Linked DNA regions of Mus musculus: region 2 is linked to region 1. A link is a contact called in public promoter capture Hi-C data. All regions are on one chromosome and are shown on one strand. Each heading gives the region's core, a stretch centred on a gene start, on an enhancer-like site or on the middle of the called end of the contact. The rest is flanking DNA. Distances are from core to core; before and after follow the strand shown.

Region 1 (7,201 bases), core at 2,621-5,120:
GTCCTCTGACCTCCTTGTGTGCTCTGTCAAATGTCTCCCCAGAAAACGGAAAAGCTTTTTCTAAAGTTCCAAGTTTTATAAGGTAATGGGACAGGTGTAATATTAAAGGTGTCTAGCTAGGAGACAGAACCAGCTGGAGGGGGAAAGAACGCAGGGAAGGAATGAGCACGATAGAACTCGTTGCTGAGTGTGTTCACCTAAATATTAGTGAAAAACCTTCCGTCCATTTCCTCCCACTGGGAAAAGACTGGACACATTTAGTCCTGAATATTAGACTCTTACTGCCATAGTTTTTCTAACTCCCCCTTTTTCGCTTGAGGCAGGGTTTCACTATGAGCCCCTGGCTGGCTCAAAATTCACTATGTAGATGAGGCTGGCCTTGACCTCACAGAGATCTGTCTGCCTTTGCTCCCGAGTGCCGAGATTAAGGGTGTGAGCCACCGCACCTGGTTTTCTAACTCCATTTTTTTTTTTTAAAGTCAGATCCAAGATATGAAAACTGTGTTATGCAGTAATCACCAGAATTAGATTAACTTTTGGCTCTAAAATTAAATTATAAGGCATGATCTCTCCTAGTCATACATTTTTAGTGATTTGATTATTTCTGATGAAACAAAAGTGTAACTAGAGGATTTCTCCCTCCTCCATTGCTTTTTTTCCTTATATCAGTCCTTAAAAAGTGATTTATTTTTTCATTTTTTGGCTTACCTTTGGCTTTGGATTCCCAGCCACTCGACACGTGAAAGTCACCGGCATCCCCTCAAAGATCTTGTAGTGTTTCAGCTTCATCTCAAAGAAGGGAGCTGTTGCGTTCTCCACAGGCACATCTGGATCCTGCACCTCGTCTCCCGACTCATCCACAGGGGAGCGCTCCAGCCGGTACTCAATCTCGCTAATCAGCCTCTGCTCGCAGCTAGAGACTTTGTACTCCTGGGCCAGACACAGAGGTCCGAGTCAGCATCTCCTGAGACACACCTCCCTTGCTAACAAACCGCGGGAGGGTGGGGGGAGGGGAACGCAGGGAGGTGGGGGGAGGGGTGCAGTTTTTTTTTTTTTTTTTTTTTTTTTTTTCAGTGAATCATGATCCGGGCTCAATACAATTTCATAGGCTAGCAGAAAGCATCTGGAGTTGAGTTTGTGTGATATTTAAAATCATCTTAAAGTCCTATTCTCAAAATAAAACAAACAAACAAAAGCCACACAAATAAATAAGCAAGCAAACACCGACTACTTTTCTTGGAAGGGGTGGGGAGGAACAGTTGAAAATAAGAAGGGAAGGCTATCTACTCTACACTCCTAGGAAGCAGACACTGTGGGTAAAAACCATGTGGGTGCTACGTCCCTCCAGAAGGCTATCTGTGCACGGGCGAGCAACTTCAGTGGTGCACAGAATTTTCTCAAATGAAGAAGGGGGAAGTCAGCACCACGTTTTTCTCCATTTACTTTACACAATACACATATAGCATACGGGCTCCCCCCTTGATCGGCAGCCCATCTCTTAAGCAAAAGCAAGATTGCTAGCACATTTCACTCACACACAGAAGCAACAGCAAGGCTCTAACATTACATGTCAGTGTTTAGGGCGGAGCCTGAAGCTTCCTGCCTGCAAATTATCATGAGCACAAGATATTCCCAGGCATATTCCCAGGGTCACAGTAAGTAGGAGATGTTTGTGCTGTTCTGTTTTGAGACAGGGTCTTGCTATGTAGCCTAGTCTGACCTTCAGTTTAGCCATATTGCCACTTCAGCTTTGTGAATGCTGGGATTGCAGGTGTGCACTGCCCTGCTTGCTTCAGAGACTATTTTAATTATGCTTTTTTTTTTCTTTAAAAAGTTACTGTACCTGAAAATAGTTTACTGGTTTGAGGTAAGGAATACAACGGTCTGAATAAAATTATGAAATCGTATACACTACAAGCTGTTTCCTTTAATTTCATCACTGTCAAATGGATCACCCCGCTCCCAGAAGGGTGTCTAATGCATGAAATCCTTCTCATGCCTTTCGGTTTAGTGTATTTACCTAAGCTAGAACTCAAGTCAAGTTTGCAGATAAATGAGAAGAAATAAGTTCATCTGATACCACATGAAATATTGATGCCAGCCACAGTATATATAATTACCATACAGCAGTAGAAACAGACACACAGACACAAAAGGAAGCACAGAAGGTCAGTACAGTGGGAGACTGGACAGAGGAAGGGTAGAGTTTAACCTTTTGACCATCCAGAGGACCCCCTACAGAAGCCCGAGGAGCCCCAGCGTCCTGTAATGGCAGAAAACAAGACATGAGACCATCTGGAATATGCAGCAGGGTTTCAAGGTTCCTTTGAAGGAATGTGTGTGGTGGCAAATGTTGCCTGAGCACAGTGACATTTCCAGACTGAAGGAGGCCTGTTCTCAAGGTCAGGAGAAGGGCGAAGACTTCCCATGAATCATTAGGCTTGCTTTAAAGCTTTGTTGGGGCCTCTTCTGTTCATTTGGTTTTCTTGTGAGACCTCTATCTTCCAACTCCAATTGGGAGAAATGGAACTACAGAGTAGCTCCACACATGTCCTTTCTTGGTAGCTGCGGGGTTGTAAGATAGCCCCTTGGATCCCTGTCAGTTAGTGATTTATGATCACCTATGTGAAAGAGGGCAGAGGCTCCCCTTTCTAGTTTTGACTGACTTTGAGAACATTAAGGGCGCACCGATTCGCTTACTTCAAAGAGGAAGGGTGAAAGGGTTTTCCATGCAAACCATTTTTCATTAGAGCATAGGACAGTTGGAAAAACACAAAGATACCGGAAAGGAAAACACAGCAATCGATACCAGATCAGTATCAATAATGTCAATTAGTTCACTGAGAGGGTCGACTAATCAATCACTCAGCAATGTCAGCATGTATCCAGTGAGTAAAACCTACGAGGTTGACAGGACAGCAGCAATCTTGCTTTTCTATGACTTGCCTGCTACTTGCCTCACAATGGATCCCAAGAACAGAGGCGGGGAAGGTGGGCGGAGCCATGATTATTTCTCAGGAAGTTAGGAGCAATGCCGTACCTGATTGGCTGCCGTTTCCTCTGGCTCCTGGATGTTGAAGACGTTTGCGCTGTCGGCTCCAAGCAGGCGGCGAGCCATTCTTTCCTCATAGGTTAGCCTCTGCACAGAGTAAGTCACAGAAATACACACTTAGGGGGAATCACAATCACACATTGCTTATGGAAAGGGAATAAAAATATAAAATAGGGTTGGACATTTTTCTGTGACTAGTCTCCTTTCAGCTTCATAGCTGCATCCGAAAGAGTCTGTTGCTTTCCCTGGCTTTGTTTTCTCCTCTGCTTCTGCTCCGTGTAATCTAAATCCAATATTGGGAGATGAGATAACTGATCCTGGCAGCTACCACCCAATATGGCACAGATCCATATGAATGATCAGTGACAAGGCTAAGGCCACATAGGATAGCTGTGTCCTCCTTATCTTTAGAAAAAAACCCCAAAACATCGAAACCAAAACAAAACAGAAGAAAAAGATGATCTCAAGACAGCAGAAGAAGGCTTAAAGGAGATGTTCTTTCATGGGCTGTCACAGGCTTCCGACCATCCATGCCGGCCCCAGCCAGTGACAGAAAGAAAGCTACTTAAAAGGGCAGCAAAAGGAGCCCTGAGAGGAAAAGCAGGTGCTGTGGGCAGAAACAATCCTGCCAGTCAGTTACCACCACACATGACACACAGGATATGCTCCATCAACGTGAGCGCACTGCCTCGGTTGCAGTGTAAGCAACGTGAAGCAAACACAATCCACACAGAATGACTACACACGGCTGAGGTAAGGAAGGACAAGTCTGTGCCAAGCCAGCATCCGGCATCCTCAGTTAGGATGTGCACAGCTTGCCCACTGGAAGGAAGAGCACACAGTTGCTGCCTCTAGCAGTTGGCCGGTGATTCTGCCAGACCAGTCCTATGTGGAACATGGCAGCAGCTTTGTTGTCTGCTAATATAATTCTTGCACTCGACTGTTGGTCCTATGTGCCCTAGAATTATGGATCTGGAGGAACTTTGAGAGTTCACAAATCTCTTTAGGGGCCTTTTCCAACAAGGGATCAGTTAGAAATAAGGAATAATTAGGAGGGTAGAATCCGTAAAATATAAAAGTACAAGCATTATTTCATATGACCCTTCAAAACTTCTGAATGTCAACACAAACACTGTTCAACATTCCCTAATCAGAAAAATATGTTGGATGAACTTACAGTTTCCAGTAATTGCTGGTTCTCGTCCCAGCCGAAACTGGGAAGTGAAACAGATCAAATGCCAAATAGCCCTAAGGTTGAAATTATTTCATTTGCTAAAGGAATGGCAGGGGACAAGAAGAGGGTGTCCCAATGCTTCAGGGAGTGATTTGGTCCAGTACAACTATGCAAAGTGATTTTATCAAGTCTATTAAGATGAGGGAGTTCAGTTTTCAAATGGGCTCTTATTGCTTTTATCATTGTTCTCTGACAAAGTCTTCCTTACGTTCTGGTGGAGAATTTTATCACCATCAGTGGAAGACCGGTTCTGCATAGGCAGAAATAGCGACTGCATACCTATTCCTTCACCAAGATGCCCTAGCTTCCCCCAGAAGCCAATCTCACTTCCCAGTTTGGATTTGATGTCATTGTGATATATGGAAATACAAGCTCTTGTCTACAGAAGCCAAAATAAGTAACAGAATATTATGGGATGGTATGAACAACTCATTCGAGATTCCCTTTTTAAAAAAAAAAAGGAAATTCAGTTTTCTTGATCTAAACTATCAAATGAAGTTACTATGAATGTTTACGTATTGCTAAACAGATAGATAATATATACATATATGAGTTGTACCTTATACAGGTTTTACTTTTAATCCAAGAGAGTCCTCATCCATAAGGAATACTTAAATAAAAAAATGGTTTGTGTTGGGGAGGAGTTGGAGAGATGCCCTCACCTGGCTAAAAACAGTCCCCCTAAGCATCTGTTTTAATCTTCCAACAGCTTTTGTTGACAGAACCAGGGAACGCTTCCAGCGTGCGTGCAATCACTGGTTAGAGGTGGAGGTCACATACTTCCCTCTTTTGCAGAGCCCCAGGACCCAGTGAAACAAGCACCACAAAGCTTGCTAGAAGCTTCATCCGCCTTAAGATTAAGGGCCCTTAATCACTAGTATCACCATGAAAAAAATCCCACAAACCTAGAGCAATTTCTGTTCTGAAACGGCATCTGAGATGATTTTAAGCAAGCTTATTTTTCTGGTATTTCATGATACAGCCAGAAAAGACTCATCTCCTATGTTTAGGATACCTAATTTGCTGGCCTTTCCCAGCCCTTTAAAACCTCTGAGATGATACAAAAAGATTAAGCAAGCAAACAAACTCAGCTATGGAAAATTTAAGTAGGGATGAACCATCTGTTTCCCATCAGATCGATGGTCACAGTCAAAGCCTACGGCCTTAAGGCAGAAGTAGTTTCTGTTGTCAAGTGTGGTAGTATTGCTGTAAAACTTGGAGCAAGACAGTGGGACAGACATTACTGCAAGGTGTGGGAGCAGCGTCTACTCAGTCAAGGAGAACAGGACTCAGCCGTAGCAGTGGGTTTTCTAGCCCAGGTTATCCTGGGTGGAAGCCTTTCATTCCATTTCACTGCTTCTGGGTACCAGCTATCCCAGAGTACCTTCCTATTTCCTCCCAGGGAGCCACCTAGCTAAGATGGACTCTCTGTGGGTCCTTTATAGCACTGTATATCATGTTGTGGTGTCAGCCCTAGTTGCTGCCATCAGTACTTCCGTGTCTCTCCTACTCACTAAGAGGGATACTGGAATTCAGAGATAATGACAGAGCCTCATGGACAAGTCTTATGAACGTGAGCCTGAGTGAACCAGAGGAGATCTGGCTGGCGGGGCTGGGGTTCCAAGTCTAAGGCCCTGTTCTATTAGTACTGGTTAAGCCCCTATTCCATCAGTACTGGTTAAACTCCTGTTCCATTAGTACCGTTTGGCTAGCCCCTGTTCCATCAGTACCAGTTAAGCCCCTGATCCATCAGTACCGGTTGGCCATTGTTCAGAAGGTCCTCCTTGAAGCGAAGCTTCCGTTCCAGGTCTTGGATGACAGCATCCTTTGTGCCTTGAATCTCCTCATCAGAGGCAATTCTAGCAGTTCTACTGGACTTCTTTGGGAACCCCCTGCACAACAAAGGCATAAGTATAGTTAACTGCTGGGCATACACACAAGTCCAAGTCAGCCTTCAAGTTCAACGAAGCATAGATAGATGGCCTTCATAGTGTATCCTTTTAAAGCATCTACAACTACTCATATGAAGAGAAGGTGCTTTCAGGAGTTCAGGAAACACTAACTGGAACCTGGTCTTGAGGAAGGTTCGGACACCCATAGGGGAGCATATTCAGTGGCTAGGTAAATGCCACAGACAGAAACTACCTGTGTTTCAATCCTAGGGAGTAGCAACATGAAATGAAAATCTGATGTGTCTTCCTATGAGGCTTAAACAGACTCAGCCTTGATCTTGGGCAAGCTTCTTAAAGTTGCTTAAAAATACACATAAAAATATATAAAGATGAATGCAACGTGTGAATGTTGAGAGGACTTAAAAAGGACAAATTTCTCTTATGATTTTAAAAATTTTCTGGTCCTTCATAATTCAATGTATCCAATGACAAGGCTATAAGCCTCATTATAAGCAATACAGGAGTAGCATCATTTGCCAGGTATATCTGGGGGTCAGAATCTAGGGATGTAGCCTAGTCGGTAGAGTGCTTGCCTAGCATGCATAAAAACCTGAGTTCTATACTCAGCAGAGGGAAAAGACTGGGTGTTCTGTAATTGCCGCTATCCCAGCACTAGGAGGTTGGAGGTCAGGAAGGTAGGAGTTCAAAGTCATTGTTGGCTACATAGCAAGTTCAAAGCCAGCTCGGGCCATGCAATACTTTGTCTAAAAATGGTGAAAATCCTTCATTGTGTCTTATATATTTTATATGTCTATAAGGGGCATTCTACATAGAATTCTTAGTGTGCCTGCCTTTTGACCATGACCCATCACAGGAGATTTCTCCCTTCCAGTATCATGTGAATGCTCAAAACAGTGTGCATTTGAAAAGGGTTTCAGAAATTGGATTTTCACATTAGGGATATTCAACTCGAGTCACATTTGTTACATCCCCTTCTGTCTCCACGAGTCCTATTTGACTAGT
Region 2 (7,201 bases), core at 2,192-4,691, 93 kb after region 1:
GCTCAAATGAGAATTAGAATGGAGTCATTTGCACCTCCTGTCTATGGAAATGAGCAATTCTTCTTGTTAAAAAAATTCACTGAGCTTTTTGGCGTCACATGGGATGGCCACAAAACCCTGTGCAAGTTGCGGACCTGACAAGAATGTGGGATTAGTTACAGTTTTAACAGCTCGGCATTTGCTGAACATGTTCAAAGTCAAGTTAACAGGGCTTTTTGTTGTTCTTGCAATCCTCGAGTGTCATTTACAGCCATTTAAAATTAATATTTAACCAAACTTATATAAACACACGTGAGTGTGTAAATGTAATGACTTGGCCTTTTGATGCCCGCTTTCAGGAGCAGGTGCTAACACGTGCTAGAATTCTCCAGATCTTACTTCCTAGAGAGCATGGAACAGGGGGACAGAAGATAGTTAAAAAAAAAAAAAAGATCTCTGAGAACTCTCGAGGGAGGGGAGATGTTGGGTCTGTGTGGCCCAGTGTGGCAGCCTTTTAGCCACATCTGACACTTGAGTAGAGTAACTGAAGAACTGGGGGTGGGGGTGGGGGTGGGGGGGAAAGGAAGGAGGAGGGAGAGAAGATATATGTCTGGATATGGATGTGGTACATGTGGATGCCAGAGACTAATATTGAGACATCTTCCTAATTCCTTCTCCATCGTAGTTTTTTGAGACAGAGTCTCTCCCTGAGTTGGAGTTTGCCATTTCAGGCCACTGTCTGACCAACAAGCCCTTGGGATCTGTCTCCACGCCCTACCACTGGGGCTACAGGCCTCTATCTCAGGCTATTCCGTGGTTGCTGGGGATCCAAAGTTCAGCCTCCACGCTTGCACATAAGCAGTTTACCAACCGAGCCACTTTCCCAGCCTCTGAACTTTTTGTTCAATTTAAATTCAAATGGCCACATATAAGACATAGACTGAAAGATCCTTTTTTTTTAAAAAAAAAAAAAACAATTTAGTACTATTTTTTTATCTTGAAAAATATTACATTTAAAAAGAACTTCAATATTATCCAAAGTTGTGCTCACTATTAAGCAAGACTGTAAAGCGTATCTCCTGACCCTTTGTACCCACCAGGAATGCACAAGCAGTAAAGTTAGACAATGAAAACTCTCTTGCGGTTTAATCCCAGGATTCCTTCCATGCACATGACTTATTGTAGGCTATTAATAAATGACAGATAAATCATTTATGAATGAAGTGATAGATAAGTTGTTTAAACCTCTGATTGAAAAGGAAAAGGAAAAGAAAATTCGGTAAGGTTAAAACATTCCTCTGAAATTGAGGGGAGGGAGGGGAGGAGGAGGAGAGACAGACTGAGAGACAGCAACAGAGACAGAGAGACAGACAGAGACACAGAGATGAGAATTGTGTGCCCCATGCTAAGCGGTCTCATCTTCTTTCAAAATGGTTCATGATCCACGCATAGTAGATCAGTGTGTGTGTGTGTGTGTGGGGGGGTGCCTGGCAGTGAAGAACGTTAATTAGCATGCTGGACTGATGACCAGTATGTGTGGAAGCTGAATGCAGTTGCCCCTGGTATTCAGGGAAGATTGGCTCAATAGCTCCTCAACAGAAGACAAAATTATGTGATGTGCAAGAGCGCTCTCTGAGTGCCATAGTTTTTGTATATAAGCTATGCATATTCCCTAGCCTTCCATGTGTGTGGTGGGGAATAGTAGAAGGGCGTGTTTGCATCCCACTCCACAGGTACCACGGTGTATATGGAGGTCACAGGATAACGTGTGGAAGTCAGTTCTCTCCTTCTACCATTTAGGTCCTGTCTTAGTCAGGGTTTCTATTCCTGCACAAACATCACGACCAAGGAGCAAGTTGGGGAAGAAAAGGTTTATTCAGCTTGCATTTCCACATTGCTGTTCATCATTTAAGGAAGTCAGGACTGGAACTCAAGTAGGTCAGGAAGCAGGAGTGGATGCAGAGGCCTTGGAGGGATGTTTCTTACTGGCTTGCTTCTCCTGGCTTGCTCAGCTGTTTTCTTATAGAACCCAAGACTACCAGCCCAGGGATGGCACCACCCACAAGGAGCCCTCCCCGCTTGATCACTAATTGAGAAAATGCCCCACAACTGGATCTCTTGGAGGTATTTTCCCAAATGAAGCTCCTTTCTCTGTGATAACTCCAGCCTGTGTCAAGTTGACACATAAAACCAGCCAGCACAGGTCCCACCCAGGGATTGAACTCAGGTAATCAGGTTTGGCTCCAAGCACCCTTACAGGCTGAGCCATGTCCCAAGCCCCTAGTATGATTCAGAACATCTTTATGGTAGAAACACTAATGAAACATGTCATGTAAATAGTAGCTGCCCTGTATTGTTTGGGGGAATAATGGCAGGGTAAAAACATACCCATGCAATTCCTATCCAAGCCTTTCTGGTCTGTGCTTGGCTGAATCTGCACATGTGGGACCCCAGGATACAGGATACAAAGGACACCCTGGGAAAGCTTCTCGGGTGTTAACCGTTCTACTACCCAGGAATGTCCCCACCTGGCTTTAGGACTTTTAAAGCTGTAGATTGAATCAAAGGTTTTCCTCCTCTAGGAACCCCTCAATTATCTTTTCTGCTTTAGGACAAATAAGCATTTCTATATAATAACTGTTAAACTGTGAGAGCCGACTTCTAGTGACCTTCCAAAGGTGAGTTAACAGCTACAGATGTTAACTTGATCACAGATGATCACTGCCTGAAGAGAATAGGGCTATGATTCTATTATTTATTCATCTAGTCTTTTTTCTTGTTGTACTGAGTATGCATATGTCTGAGTGTGATATAGTAAATTATTCTAAAATGAAGACTGGGTAGTACTTCATAGTACATTCTGTGATGTTTAAATGTGGATGTCTGTGAGCACGTTACTCTTCTGGTATGTGTGTTTTGCATTAGTCTATCATTTTTTACTGGGCCTTGGTATTTCGTTTCTTATAGTACTTTTCTCCCTCTATTCATGTCTCCTTGTGGCTTTCTGAAGCTACTTGAACAACTTGTCCTCTCCCAATCGGTCATGTGATGCTCTGTAAATCCCTAGAAGATCCTTCAGAACCACTGGGGTAAACCCCAGCTGCCTGCTAGGCTGCCATCTTCCTTTGAGATGATGGGACATTAGGTTGGAAACTGAAGTTATTTACTATGTCGTTTGGCCCAGATTAGCAGCTGTCAGATCTTCTAATCCAGCGATAGAATCTAGGAGGGAAGTGATTTCATCCCTGAAGCATATACAGAAACTTCAAGATGACTTGGAGAATGTCTGAAGACTTACATCTTCCCAGAATGTCGGGGCCCTCTAGCCAAAGAGCAACTGTTCAAAATTTTCACCATTCTCGGAGTTACTTATTTTGGTTTAATTCTGAAAGCCCTTGAGTTCATCAGCATGCAAAAGGAATTTTCTTTGGATGTCATGACTCACACTCGGGTTTGCAGAGAAGATAAGTGTTGGGTGATGCACACAGTGTTCTGGCCAGGGACTTAACTTGACAGCAGCAAGGAAGCAGGAGCTGTGGTTGACTGTAGGGCTGGGAGCAAAGAGCAAAGCCCCTTAGCCTGCACACACACACACACACACACACACACACACACACACACACACACACACACAGAGCTAACATCTGAACACCTACAGGACTCTCCTTGTTAAGATGGAGTCCCACTGGTTAGCTGATTGATTCTCCAGTCTGCTAACTAATTCCATGCTAACAGCCTAAATTAAAAGTTAATGAAACACAGCCAGGGCCCCATTATATGTCACATGTAATGGCCTTTCATTACAAAAAAACCTGGGGCTTCATCAAAAGGGAAATGTCTGGGAGATCACTCTGGGTTGGAAGGCACCCACAGCCAGAATATCCCTGAGCTCAGTGTGCCTGCCTGCCAAGTCTCAGGGCAGCTGCTTCACAGAGTCAGGAAAAGAAATCCCCACAGGTATCCTGTGAGCAGACTGACCAGAGCTCACAAAGCAGTATTGTTTGTGGCCCAGCAGGGTCTGCTTGGGATGAGAAAAGTCTGTTGGAGTAGACTACTATGCACTTAACAGCTTCACACTCTCTAGGAATCTGCTAGGAAACTCACATTTGACATGCACTTCCAAGGGAGAAGGAGCTGGGGAAACCCAGGGTCTCCCTGTCACCTCCCAGGGGTCACCACTTGGCTTAAAGGCAGGTGCAAAGAAATCCAGACTCTCAGGCCTGGCTCGCCTTTGAAGAGTCTTTGCCTCCACACTTTGGTGGTTGCTTGTGAATTGATGGTCTCCAAGTCTCTCTCACATTGTAAACCAAGCTCCTGATGCCTTCACAGGCCCCGGGAGTTTCTTCCAGTACCTGTAACACCATGTGCAAGCACTGTCCTGAGTTGGCCTATGAGCCAGCATTGCTGTAGACTTCTGGGTAGTTTGTGCTAGAACCCGAGTCACCCTTTACAGTCCTGACTTACCAGTGACTCATTAGGACCAGGGGATGGCTATAGGTGTTCACTGTATGTGTTCTTCGAGTCCCTAGAGACAAGCTTACATAACTGTCAATACAAACACACACACACACACACACACACACACACACACACACACACACACACACACACACACAGAGTGCAGGAGAGAAATGTGACTCCTTTTAGGGGATGGTAATATTATTTTAACATTTAAACAGAGCTCATTTTGAACAATTATAGTGCAAATTCATTACTTGCTCTTTAAAAACCACATTCACATAGGCATATACATATTTAAATATGTAACCTAACTCCAGAAAGTGGACAATTCCTACAGGTTACTATTGGGTCTATCCACAGCAACATTTTCCCAATGACTGTCTACAGGAGGGAGAAAACATGAGGTAAGAGATAATGCTGGATAATTTTGTGTGTGGGGGGGGGCGGGGGGGGGAAATACAGACTCAAAGACTACAAAAGGGAAGCTAGATTGAGTAATGTAAAAAATTAATTGGTAAAATATTTATTTTGTTTTTGATGTTTCATGAGGCTGAGACCAAGCCAGACAGATGTGGATTTTTGGATTTATCACTGCAGTCAGCACACCCTGCACCTCCTCCCAATGGCACAGGCGGGATCAGGAGGAACAGTTTTTAAATTGCTTTGACCCTACAGCAAGGAGAAAATGATAATGAACACTAATGAAACTATATGAAAACCATTCGGTGGTTGTTAAGTCAAGTAAAAGAGGCTTCACAAAACTTATACTAAAAGCAGAGTAAAGAACTGTAAAGAAAAAACACCAAGACTGAGCGAGGAACAAAGCTGCAGAGAGCTAGACAGTCTACTCGAAGAACCGTGCAGGGAACCATTTTGAAGCCACACCGCTGATTGTGAATATTAAAGAAACTTCTACATGACTGTATGTGCTGCTGCAAAGAGAAAGAAAATACAAGAATATGGCACAGTTGCTTATACACGGTGCATTACATGGCTAATAATCACAAAATAGAATGCGCGTTTGCGGCTACTCCTGAGTAAGGTGTTCGGGAATAAGGGCATGTATAAGTAAAACAGATGTTTAAATGGAACTTCCACATATAGGTTTTAAAAGGAGATGCTATTTCCCTGTCAAATTGTATTTCTCTTCAGTATGTTTATATTGAAAAGTCTGAAATTAATGGCTCCTAAGGAATAAAGTGATGATTTTATGTGCTTTGTGATAAAGTTTATAATATAGAAAAAATTAAAAAGTGTGTGTGTGTATGTGTGTTAAGGGAGTCTTTTGTTTTGGATTACTATGACAAGAACATTTTTAGCCCAAAAGGTAATTTGGGGTGCTGATAGTATGAACCAGCCACAGTGGAACCCACGATCCACAGAAGTTTATGAAGAGAAGACAGTCTAATGTTTGATGCTTAAGTTTAGAAAAATTCACATGATCACCATTACTTTATGCTAGCTTCTTTCACAGCTATCTCCCTGGTGCCAATAAAGTGAATGATTGAAAGCTGAATGTTATATTTTTAAAGTGTTGAGAGGAGGACCAGTGAAGCCAGTCTACTTGCTTAGGTTCTGATGTCTTTAACAAGTCACGTGGGCGTGGACGTATGTCGCACAGCCTTTCTGAACTCAGTTTCTCATCTGTAAGATGTAGATAATGCTATCTTCTTGACAGTGAGTAAGGAATAAATGATCTTCTATTTTGAGTTACTTAAAATAGTGCTTCACTGCTAGGCAAAAATCGTCATATAAGTATTTATTGTGTGTATCTACCATGTGCTAGCACCAGAAATCCAAACATCACCAAAGATAGCTCAGCCTTGAGGGAAAGCAACAACGTAAACCATAGCTGTGAGCCATGGCACGTCACCCAAGCAAAGACAGACACATCAACGTTGACCTTGATGTTTTACGTCCCAGAGGTAGGCCAACTACATTGAACATGCTAACTTGATAGTGAAAGACTGAAGGCTTTCTGCTCACAAGGCAAGGGTGCCTTTAACAGCGATGTGCAATATTTTCTGGTGGGTCCTGACTACTGTAAATACAACAATAAAAATGACAGCAAAGGTCTAGTTTGGGTGGAAGGAATCAAGACTGTATTTGTAACTCATGCCATCGTCTATGCAGAAAGCCCAGTGGTGCAGTGGAGTTTAGCAAGGTTTCTGATAACAGAATCGATATGCATTTGGATTGCTTAATATTTTATACACAAGGCAGGATGCAATCAGAAGCTGGCATTTACTTATTTTTCCTTTTGAGAGAGGACAACGTTGCCCTGGTCTAGGGTGCCCTTGATCTCCTGCTTCAGCCTTCTCCCCATCCTGAGTGCTGGGTCTACAGATATGTGGAGAATTGCACAACAATAGATTCAACAAAGTGTCAATTCACATCCCACTGGGCTTTCTGCTAGAAGCTGCTAAGCCAATCCTAAAACACAATGTACAGATGTGAGAAAAGATCCACAGAAGCCAAAGCAACCTTGAAAGAGAGCAAAGGTCAACATCTCGAATTGCTTACTTTAATTTACACTATAAAGCCACAGTGATCAAAACTGTAGAGTATTGACATAAAACCAGATACAGAGACTAATGGAAAAGAGGACACAGAGGGCAGAGCTCAGGCATATATGACAACCAATTTTGACAGCTACAATTTAATGGAGAAATGAGTCTTTAAAAGCAACAGTGCTGTAACAACCTGGCCGTGTGTATGTGTGTGTGTGTGTGTGTGTGTGTGTGTTTGTGTGTGTGTGTGT

The links. Capture Hi-C pulls out chosen DNA fragments and counts their contacts.
Region 2: a promoter capture Hi-C map of adipose tissue shows a contact between it and region 1. The contact joins two enhancer-like sites. A contact is called at or near these places in 4 of 484 Hi-C or Micro-C datasets (bone marrow-derived macrophages, liver, macrophages and 1 more), 3 of 115 datasets of contacts at active chromatin or transcription factors (embryonic stem cells, extraembryonic endoderm stem cells and heart atrium) and 2 of 9 other capture datasets (adipose tissue and pancreatic islet).

The regions. Positions count from the first base shown.
Region 1 is chr8:61,532,646-61,539,846 of GRCm38.p6, forward strand. Palld (palladin, cytoskeletal associated protein) reads right to left here. Exons shown (of 22, transcript NM_001293772.2): 12 at 6,043-6,178; 13 at 3,041-3,139; 14 at 2,213-2,263; 15 at 709-930. Among named protein-coding and RNA genes, the nearest start is that of Cbr4, 49 kb to the left of the region's middle. Within about 2 kb of position 3,871, at least 17 of the 459 cell types and tissues checked have an H3K27ac peak or open chromatin away from gene starts, as enhancers often do. A contact at or near this core is called in adipose tissue, where this site is marked.
Region 2 is chr8:61,625,675-61,632,875 of GRCm38.p6, forward strand. The region is part of intron 10 of Palld (palladin, cytoskeletal associated protein); the gene reads right to left. Gm35254 (a long non-coding RNA gene) reads left to right here. Exons shown (of 2, transcript XR_001778560.2): 1 at 1-4,844; 2 at 4,990-5,651. Among named protein-coding and RNA genes, the nearest start is that of Gm35254, 8.8 kb to the left of the region's middle. Within about 2 kb of position 3,442, at least 40 of the 459 cell types and tissues checked have an H3K27ac peak or open chromatin away from gene starts, as enhancers often do. A contact at or near this core is called in adipose tissue, where this site is marked.